Regions from separate parts of the Mus musculus genome. Here region 2 is linked to region 1. Evidence: chromatin contacts called from public promoter capture Hi-C data. All regions are on one chromosome and are shown on one strand. Each heading gives the region's core, a stretch centred on a gene start, on an enhancer-like site or on the middle of the called end of the contact. The rest is flanking DNA. Distances are from core to core; before and after follow the strand shown. Region 1 holds the start of Map7d3 (MAP7 domain containing 3). Region 2 holds the start of Arhgef6 (Rac/Cdc42 guanine nucleotide exchange factor (GEF) 6).

Region 1 (4,508 bases), core at 1,026-3,525:
AGAAAGAAAGAAAGAAAGAAAGAAGAAAGAGGGCACTTTTCTATATGGGTACAATATTATTTTCACAACTAAGAAATTTGACCTTGTTACACTGCTATTTACTGTGCAGTTCATAGTTAAATTTTCCCAATTGTTTCCATTCTGAGTGCCCTTTTGTATTCAATGCTGGGAACTGAGCCTTCAGGAACTTTAGGCAAGAACCCTACCACAAAGTTGTATCTCCAGGCTTTGAGCCCTTGAAAGCTTTATTATTAATACCACTACTACTATTACTATTACTACTACTACTACTACTATTTGAGACAGGGTTTCTCTGTGTATACCTGGCTGTCCTGGAACTCACTCTGTAGACCAGGCTGGCCTCAAACTCAAAGAGCTCAGCCTGTATCTGCCTCCTAAGTGCTGGGATTAAAGGCGTGTGCCACCACTGTGCAGCCTGAAAGCTATTCTTAAATCCATGTCTTCAGCAATGTTTATAGCCTGTACTTGCTCTGTTTAGCCTCTTGTGATCTAAAGTAACCCTCTAATTGTTCAGTCCTTCATAATGCTGGCATTTTAAAGCAAGCCTATATTTGTCTAAATGTTCCTTCATTTCTAGATTTGGGCTTGACCTTTAAAAAAAAAAAAGAAACAACAGAGATGTTTATGTGTTTTGCCAGATTGTCTGGCTGTGATGTTTGTGCATGTGTGTGCTGTACTAATGCCCTAAGCATAGGTGTGCTATAGGAATAATCATGGCTACTCTCACAGAGCTAGTGCAAAATGTTGTACTGTACTTGCTGAGAAGCAGGACTTTGAGGCTCTAATTAATTTTGTCCGCCTCAATTACTGTCCTTACATTTGTGCCAGATCTAGAGAGGTAGCTTGTTTTGTGATAACTTTCATTTTGAACAGTTGTTGTAAACATTTAGTGACCATTTGTATTTTCTTTCCTTCGAAGAGGCCTGTTTATGCCTTTTGACCACATTTAAAGGTCATTTGATGTACTTTCACATGTTTGTGCACTGTAAGTTATAACATTTATTTTCTATTCTCAAAAGATTCATCTTTATTTTTAAGATTTATTTATTTATTTATTATATGTAAGTACACTGTAGCTGTCTTCAGACACCCCAGAAGAAAACATCAGATTTCGTTACAGATGATTATGAGCCACCACATGGTTGCTGGGATTTGAACTCAGGACCTTCGGAAGAGCAGTCAGTGCTCTTAACCACTGAGCTATCTCTCCAGCACCTCATCTTTATTTTTAAATTGTATGTATGGGGGCGGTGCGATTGAGTGCAAGTGGGCACTGGGTTACCCTGGAGTGCAGTTGTAAGCCATCTGACTTGGGTGCTGGGGATCAAACTCAGGTCCTCTTGGAGGGCTTGATTTACTCTTATCCAATGAGCCATCACTCCAGGTCCCGTTTCTCTTTCTTCACCTAATGAAATTTCCTCATCTAAGATGAAGTACATGCGTACCCTAATGAGAAGCTTGGGGACTATATTTCAATACTGTCACTTACTGTGGTGACTCTAGACAAAGGGTTTTAATTTTTACTTTCCTTGCCTGTAAGTTGGGACAGTAGTGGTACATACTTCCTAGGGTAGTAGGGGACTAATAAGTTTGTGTATTACTGTAAGTGGTAAGTGTCATGGTACAGGGAAAAGATGGGTAACCACTATCAGCTTCTTCGGTTTACAGTTCCAATATCACTTGAAGACTCAGAGAATTCATTCAAGTGCTTATCCTATAAAGAGGCTCCTGGGCCTTCCTCAACCATAACTGCCTGCCCATAACCATGTGTTAACATATACACGAAAAAAAGAGGTGACACATCATCTATTCACCCCTCACATCCTTTACCCCCAAACTGGGCTTTTCATGTAATACTTCAAAGGTAATAAACGCTCATAGTACAGGAAGATGCTTGGCAAATGGGTGTTAACTTATGGATGGGGAACTATGGAATGTTGCAGCATTCATCAAGTAGAGGCGATAAAAGGAAAAGAACGGTCAATGGCCAAGTGGGCAGCTGATTGGCTGGAGCCCAGAACGCATCACAATAGAACCGCCAATATAAGAAAGGCTTTCCTCAGACAAAGTTAATAGCTTTCCAGCCAGCTTAGCCACAAGCATGTGAGAGCTAATGCTACCTATATTGAAGGTTCATGGGAAGTGCGGGGACTACCCGAGCCCCGCCCTGCCCCGCCCCCCGGGGTCCCAGCCCCGGCAGAGGCCAAAGAAGAGGCGGCGCCTGCGCCTTGCCGCCCAAGAACCACCTCCAGTGGTTCTCAACTACTCTCTGAAGATGGCGGACCCCACTTTTGCTGCTACCAGTAGCAGCACATCTTTCCGGGGGCTACACGAACGCTTGGGTGAGTGAGATGGATCATAGTCCCAGGGGGACAGGGACACTCATAGGCAGTGGGGTTGATGTAGCCCCAGGATCCAGAGAAGTAGCGTGGCTCAGTAACTTTTCCGTGGAGAGTCCCCTCGGTCCCTCATGGTCTATGATCCCCCTCATCTCTCTCAACACCTTAGGGCTGGGGCAAGAGAGATCAGAGAACCAGGACATGAAGGGGAAACCATCGGGCAGTGCTGTCAACATTCCAAAGACCATTGCTGGGCGGGCGGGAGCTACCAAACCCTAACTCTAGCCCTGTCTGCGTCGGGGACCAGTGACACCGCAGCAACTGCGGGAAAGCTCAGGGATGGGTGGGCGCTGGCCCGTGCTGGGCACATCCACACTTCAGGGTGGCCCTGCCAGGATCGGAAAGTTTGGGTTTTCCCTGAATCCCAAGGTGTTGGCGTTTTCCAGGTTCAGATCCAGGCGCGCGGGGGGCGGGGGGAGAACTGACGCTTAGGGCTTAGAATGTTGGGAAAAGATTTCACTTTGCTACGGCACGTGACTTTATCCCTAGGCTGAGCTGAATGAGAATCCTCACCTAGCAATACTTTCTCAACAGGTCCTATAATCAAAACTTTTTCTGTCTGGGGAGACGAAAAGGTTGGTGGGGTGTATTAATCTTAACAATTTTGGCAGCACCTATTTAATTCAGGAAATTGTGCGAGAAGGACAAGACTACTTTCCCCAGATATGCCTGTGAATAAGATGATTTTGATTGCTATAAAAATCTTTAAGGAGTTTTACATTGTAATTAGATGTACATATATTCATTTAGTGGGTTTTCTATGCATTTTAATATGCTAATACTAAAGAACTATTCTTATCTTAACAAATCACATTTTATATTTTCTACACAACTGTTTTAAATTAAAACCATTCAGCCAGATGAGCTTTAAAAACTGTGTGACTTAACTTGTTGCTTTTCCCTCGTTTGTTTAAATTCACAAATGGTTTCTCAGTTTAGAGCACGTTACTCAAAGATTGGGACCTATAAATGCAAGGAAAGCTACTAAGACTGAGAGCCAGATTAACAGCGTTTTAGAGCAGGAGAAACTTTAAAGTTAGTCTAGCAGCCAGAATCCCAGACTCAGAAGTCTTGAGCCACTTCCACAGCTTGGAGGTGTGCGGTATTAGGCAGCCTGATATTTTGTTACTATTTCGAATGGTGCAGTCGGGCTGGGAAGGGTGCTCTCCCCTAACAATGGCTGCTGGACACAAAGATTTCAGCAGTTTCCCACCAGCCTTTCAGTAGCTATTTGTTCTCCTGGTATCAACTGTTTATCTAGTAGGGAAACATTTAAAAACTATGTATTCTTTGAGAACCGATTCAAAAGAATGCATGCTATTATACCATTCGGAAGTAATGTGTGCCACAAAAATACCAGTAGTAAAACAGGGAGTGAGACTAGGTCTTTAACTAGGTCATAGTTTATCTGAGCTGTTAGCTCCCTAAGACTTAAAAGCAAATTCTTTTTTCTTTTCTGCAATGGTAAGATCTCTATGGCAGCAATTGCAGGGGCACATTCAAGCTTACCCCTTAAAATGAATCCCAGATAGCCCTCCCCCCATGCAAACCAACATCCCAAATCCCACTCACTAGGGCAATCCCTCCAGTCCTTTAATTATTTGAACTGTCTTTCCTGAACTGTTGGGTCTTTTTGAGAGTTATAACCAGACTTATGTGGTATGACCAAGGGATAGATTTGCTGTCCTTTTGCACAAAGGAAAAAACAGTGATCCCCAAGCCCTTGCTCAGGATTGTGGGTAATTTTAGATACAACCATCCATGGAATTCACGGTTCAGTAATTCTCTATAATCCGTCTTAATGTACATCATCTTATTTTTTTCTTTCCCCCAATTTACATGTCATCTTACTAATGTTTGCTTATCACTTTCCTGCATGTTGACAGAATATATATATATGGTACAATTTATATTTATTTGCCTTACTTTTAAAAACATTGGCTGTCCTTGTCCCAGCAACTTCATAATGCATCAGAATAGAGCCTTGGGGGTACTGGCTCCATGGAGGTGTAGTTCCATGGGGGAAGGGCACATTGCTTAGCATAATAGAGGGCTTAGTTCAATCCCAATCTCCATAGAGAGAAGAAA
Region 2 (4,957 bases), core at 657-3,156, 520 kb before region 1:
CAACACAGATAGATGCAATGACACCTGTACACACACACACACACACACACACACACACACACACACATACACACACACACACACACACACACACACACACACGGGAAAACACAGAGCCAGAAGCCACAATATAAATACAAAGGACCTATGGACCTATGTGATTTAAAAAAGAATAAAGTAAAAACAAAACCATACCTTGACAAAGTATTATGAGACAAAGAACGTCCAAAGTTGCCATTGAGTTCATTTTGAGTTGCCTAGCTACTGCTGGGAACAGGGCCTGCCTGTCCTTATAATAAGAGTGGTTTGTATAGTCCATGATATTCTCTTGGAGAAAATTAAGTTTTCATTTCTGAGTGGTTATTAATTAGGGATAGCTCCTGGATTAGGGAAGTGAACCCCCATCCCACATACACCATAAAATTATTTTGTTACTATTTCATTAGTGTAATTTTGCTACTGTTATGAATCATAATACAAACATATGACTTCTGAAATATATGGTATGTGATCTTTCTAAAAAGGTCCTCTAATATCCAAAGGGGTTGAGACCCACTGATCTAGACTGTGCATGATTGTAATGAAATAGCCTGTAAATATTAAAATTATTCAATTGGCCTGGGGCTATAGCTCAGTTGGTAGAGTGCCTGTCTAGTGTGTACAACATCCTAGGATCAACCCCAAACACCCCGTAAACTGGATTTGATTTTGCATGCCTCTAATCCTCGCATCTGGGAGGAGGAGGCAGAAGAATCAGGAGTTCAAAGTCAGCCTCAGCTACAAGAAACTATCCCTATCACTATCACCATCAAAAAAAGCAGGGAGACAGAGAACAACAAGAACAGGATTGTGAGACTTAGCGGGAAACAGCTATAATTAACTGGATGCCTCACATACATGTGGAGAGGTGCTGACGGCCTGCATTTGCCAACATTGAGCTATACAATTAAACTCTGCCTTATCATAAATTTCTCTATAGTATGACTATTTTACCTGGTACTAAAAGTGTTTGACAATAACAAACCTCTCTGGATTCATGAGCGAGGCTGGTTTGCAGATCACTATTTTAAATGCATCGTGTTTGTTGATGACAAGAAGTGAATCTTTCAGTCTGTAGTGTAGACAGAGAAGACAAGTGCTCTTTTGTTCTCAAGTGCTCTGTCTCCAAACATATTTCCCTCATTTTCTGTGACTGTGTCTAAGCCTTTGCTAAGGGTGCTGCAGCTGGACTGTGGAGTGGAACCAGGTCCAGAAAAAGAATTGCTAAAGAATGCAAGTAAACAGGATGTCAGATGTTATCCTTAGCCTATTTCCCTAAACATAGCTTTTTTGGCTACAACGTAAAATGCCATTCTTCCAGCTTCTGCTTAAATGCAGCGATGGCTGACAGCAGGGACAATCTTCCTTTGCTTGGCAAGTTTGTCACCATGCGGCTCCACATGTTTTGTAAAGAAGGCATGATCGTGACACACACTGTCACTGTGAGATTGTCTGAGGACATCCGGCCATTTCTGGGAGGAATTTTTTCAGTCCACCTAAGTCTTTGTTTGAGCTCTCTTTTACCAGCACAGCTCCCCACGAGGCTCAGATCTGTCTGACCTAAGAGCCAGTTGGCATCCTCCTCCTGACAGAAGCCAGATTTTTCACTGAGACTAGACTGTATTGACAGTGTTTTCCCAGTCTGCCCCATGCGTGTCTCATTTCCAAGGCTCTGTAAAGTGCTGGCTCACTCCGGTTTCCACGAGCACTTGCTGACTTTTCTGCCTCCCCAGCATCCTCCTCACTTCCTTTCCTTACAGCTTCTTGCACTGTTGTACGTGTTCCTCCCCCCACCCCACCCCCCCAAAGAAAAACCTAATGAGTTTGTTTTGCAAGTTTCGAAAAAGAACCAGTGATGTTCTCTCAGGAGTTTGTCCATTCCTTATCATTCCTTTCCATATCTTTAGGTATGATCTCTGTGGTTTAGAAATCCCACGTTCCTCTGTTGTCAGAGAAAAGTTGCCTTAAACCTTTGCCCCGCAAGCACCAGAAGAGCGCTCATAAAAGGAAGACAGCAGCAGATGCAATCACGGATGTGGCTTAGTCTTCACAGCTGCCCCGAGAGCTGTTCAGAGCGTCCGAGAGCCTCAGTCATGAATCCAGAAGAACGCCTTGTGACATGGCTTATATCTTTGGGAGTTCTAGAGTCTCCCAAAAAGACTGTCTGTGATCCAGAGGAGTTCTTGAAGTCCTCGCTGAAAAATGGGGTAGTGTTGTGCAAACTCATAAACAGACTTCTGCCTGGCTCGGTGGAGAAGGTAAGGTCATTTTGCTGTGTCTTTGGGATTACTTTCCACCACAGAGCAGCAATAATATCATTCTTGAGATTTTTCTATTGCGGGGTCATGGGAATCCCCTTCTTCAATATCTTTCTAAAAGTTAGGCGTTTTTATTTACTGTCCTTGTACTTTGAAAAAGTCAGAAAACGAAATATTATCCTTCAGTAATTGACCCCCTGATGTTACCTTACTAAAGCTGGGCTACAGGACTGCCAATCAGGGATAGGAGGACAACCTTATTGTGTACAAGTTTGCTGTGGTTGTGGAAATGCACATTAAACTTCCCCTGTGCACTTTAGACATGTTTTGAGCATGAGTCTGTGGGATAATGGAATAATTTTGTTGTAGATCTTTCTGGTGTTTGAAAGTTTGCCTAAAAAAAATGATGGAGACTTCCTTGTTTGTTTGTTTGTTTTAAGATTCATTGAAGAAAAGTCTATTCACAAGTGTCAATGTTACTTAAAACTCCCCCAAAACCAAAGAGAAACCAACTCTATGCATTGAAGGCAATGGGCATTCAAAGTGAAACTAAACCTTGCTTTAAAAAAACTTCAAGAGTTTTGAGGTTAGAAGCCCATGTTATGACAGTGGACAGTTTCTAAAGTAGGTGCTTTTGTGTCATTAAAGATAGAGTACTTATGATTCTTTTCTTAAGGTCATTGTGCACATAACTTAAATAAGGGTCTTTTGCCTTTTGGAATCAGTTCTATGTTTATGGAACAAGTAGATTTACTTATAATTTTTCAAATGTGAGAAATGGTGATTAAACTGATAAGATACAGAGAGACATAATAAAAAATGTGATGCTTAGACATAGTGAAATATGAACAAATTATCATGAGGAGTAGAGGGAGGTGATCAAAGTAACCTCAGGCAAAAGCAGGACTAAACGATATATATTTATATATACATACGCAGACACACAAACACACACACACACACACACACACACACACCTCAAACTGAGGCCGACTGCATCAATGTGTGTGTGTGTGTCCGTCCGTGTGTCCGTGTCTCTTAGTTTCTCCGATTTGCTAGCACCACAGTCGAGTAGAAGGTATGAGAAAACCTTAAGTAGAAGTGGCTTGGAGACCTCTGAAACAAAAAGCAACCGTTCAGGCATTTGCATCACTTCCTTCAGTGGTTACTTCTCTTCCTGGATGGAGAGCAGGGCTGCCCTCTGCCTTCCAAAGCCAACTGTGTCTAGTTATCAGCAAAAGAATATGATGATGGTTTGTCATGGCTTAGCAATCTCCAAGTGACATTTGACTCTTTCCTTAGTATTGTCTGGAACCCCAAACTGAGGCCGACTGCATCGACAACATCAATGACTTCCTGAAAGGATGTGCAACTCTTCAAGTGGAAGTAAGCTTACTTGTCTTGCCTTTGATGTTGCCATTATTTTCTGCTCTCTTAATTAAAAAGTCCGCAAATGTAAGGATTGATTTTCGCTGCCAGTAGCCACAGAGTAAATAGAGGTAGAGAACCCTTTAGAGAATCTCCAGTGGAGATTGATGATGCCCAGTAGTGTCTTTCAGAACCTAATACTAAACAAAGCAAAACTATTGACTGGAAATGGTGGTACACACCTATACTCTGCAATAGTAAGGTGATGGAGACATGGAAGTCAGAGGGTCAAGGTCATCCTTGGTTATACATTTAAATTTTGGGCCAGTCTAGGCTACATGAAAGTCTTTTTCAGAGAGAGACTGAGACAGAGACAGACAGAGAGCAAAAAGAAAATAACAAAACAACAAAATGCAAAATTGATGACTTTTAAATGCAGCTTCTTTCTAGGAGATCAAGCTTTGTGTGGATGTGCTTCCTTCTTAATGGAGGTAATGCCAGCCAGAGAGTCACTGGCAACAGCAGTAAAATTAATCTTCCAAAAAGAAATGGCCCAAATGAGCAACCTTGAAAATATACATACAAGTAACATTATATGGACTGAGCAGATTGTATTTAGGAACATATATGTACATGTTTATACATATACAATGTGGTAGCAATTAATGGGAAAAGAGGCCATAATTTTTAAACATTTATTTATTTATTTTATGTATATGAGTACACTGTAGCTGTATACAGATGGTTGTGGGCCTTCATGTGGTTGTTGGGAATTGAATTTAGGAGCTCTGCTTGCTCTGGTCAGCCCCGCTCACTCCAGCTCAAAGATTTATTTATTATATGTAAGTACACCAGAAGAGGGCGGCAGATCTCTTTACGGATGGTTGTGAGTCACCATGTGGTTGCTGGGATTTGAACTCAGGACCTTTGGAAGAGCGATCAGTGATCTTACCTGTTGAGTCATCTTGCCAGCCTGAGGCCATAAATTTGAAGGAGAGTGGAAAGGGGTACGCAGGAACATTTGGAGCAAGAACAGGAAAGGGAGAAATGCTGTAACAACAACAACAACAATAAAAGAAACAGAAAAAGAAATGGCCTTTTAAAGCCCATTAACACTTCCGAACAAAGGGAGGCCTTGAAACACTATAAGAACCTGGCTGGCCTTTAGGTCACAGCTGTACTTAAGCAGATCAGAGGGAGAGGTTTGCTTGCAATGCACAAGGCCCTGGCTTCAATCCCCAAACCCAGAGCAAAACCAGCAAAAAGCAAAATCAAAACGCAAGCCACATTAA

Evidence for each region. Promoter capture Hi-C pulls out the DNA fragments that hold promoters and counts their contacts.
Region 2: a promoter capture Hi-C map of the C10 cell line shows a contact between it and region 1. The contact joins the promoter of Arhgef6 here to the promoter of Map7d3 in region 1. A contact is called at or near these places in 4 of 39 promoter capture datasets (the C10 cell line, cranial neural crest, hippocampal neurons and 1 more).

What each region holds. Positions count from the first base shown.
Region 1 is chrX:56,820,092-56,824,599 of GRCm38.p6, reverse strand. Map7d3 (MAP7 domain containing 3) reads left to right here and starts at 2,275. Exons shown (of 16, transcript NM_177293.3): 1 at 2,275-2,363. The coding sequence starts at 2,297.
Region 2 is chrX:57,335,678-57,340,634 of GRCm38.p6, reverse strand. Arhgef6 (Rac/Cdc42 guanine nucleotide exchange factor (GEF) 6) reads left to right here and starts at 1,906. Exons shown (of 22, transcript NM_152801.2): 1 at 1,906-2,297; 2 at 3,600-3,683. The coding sequence starts at 2,061.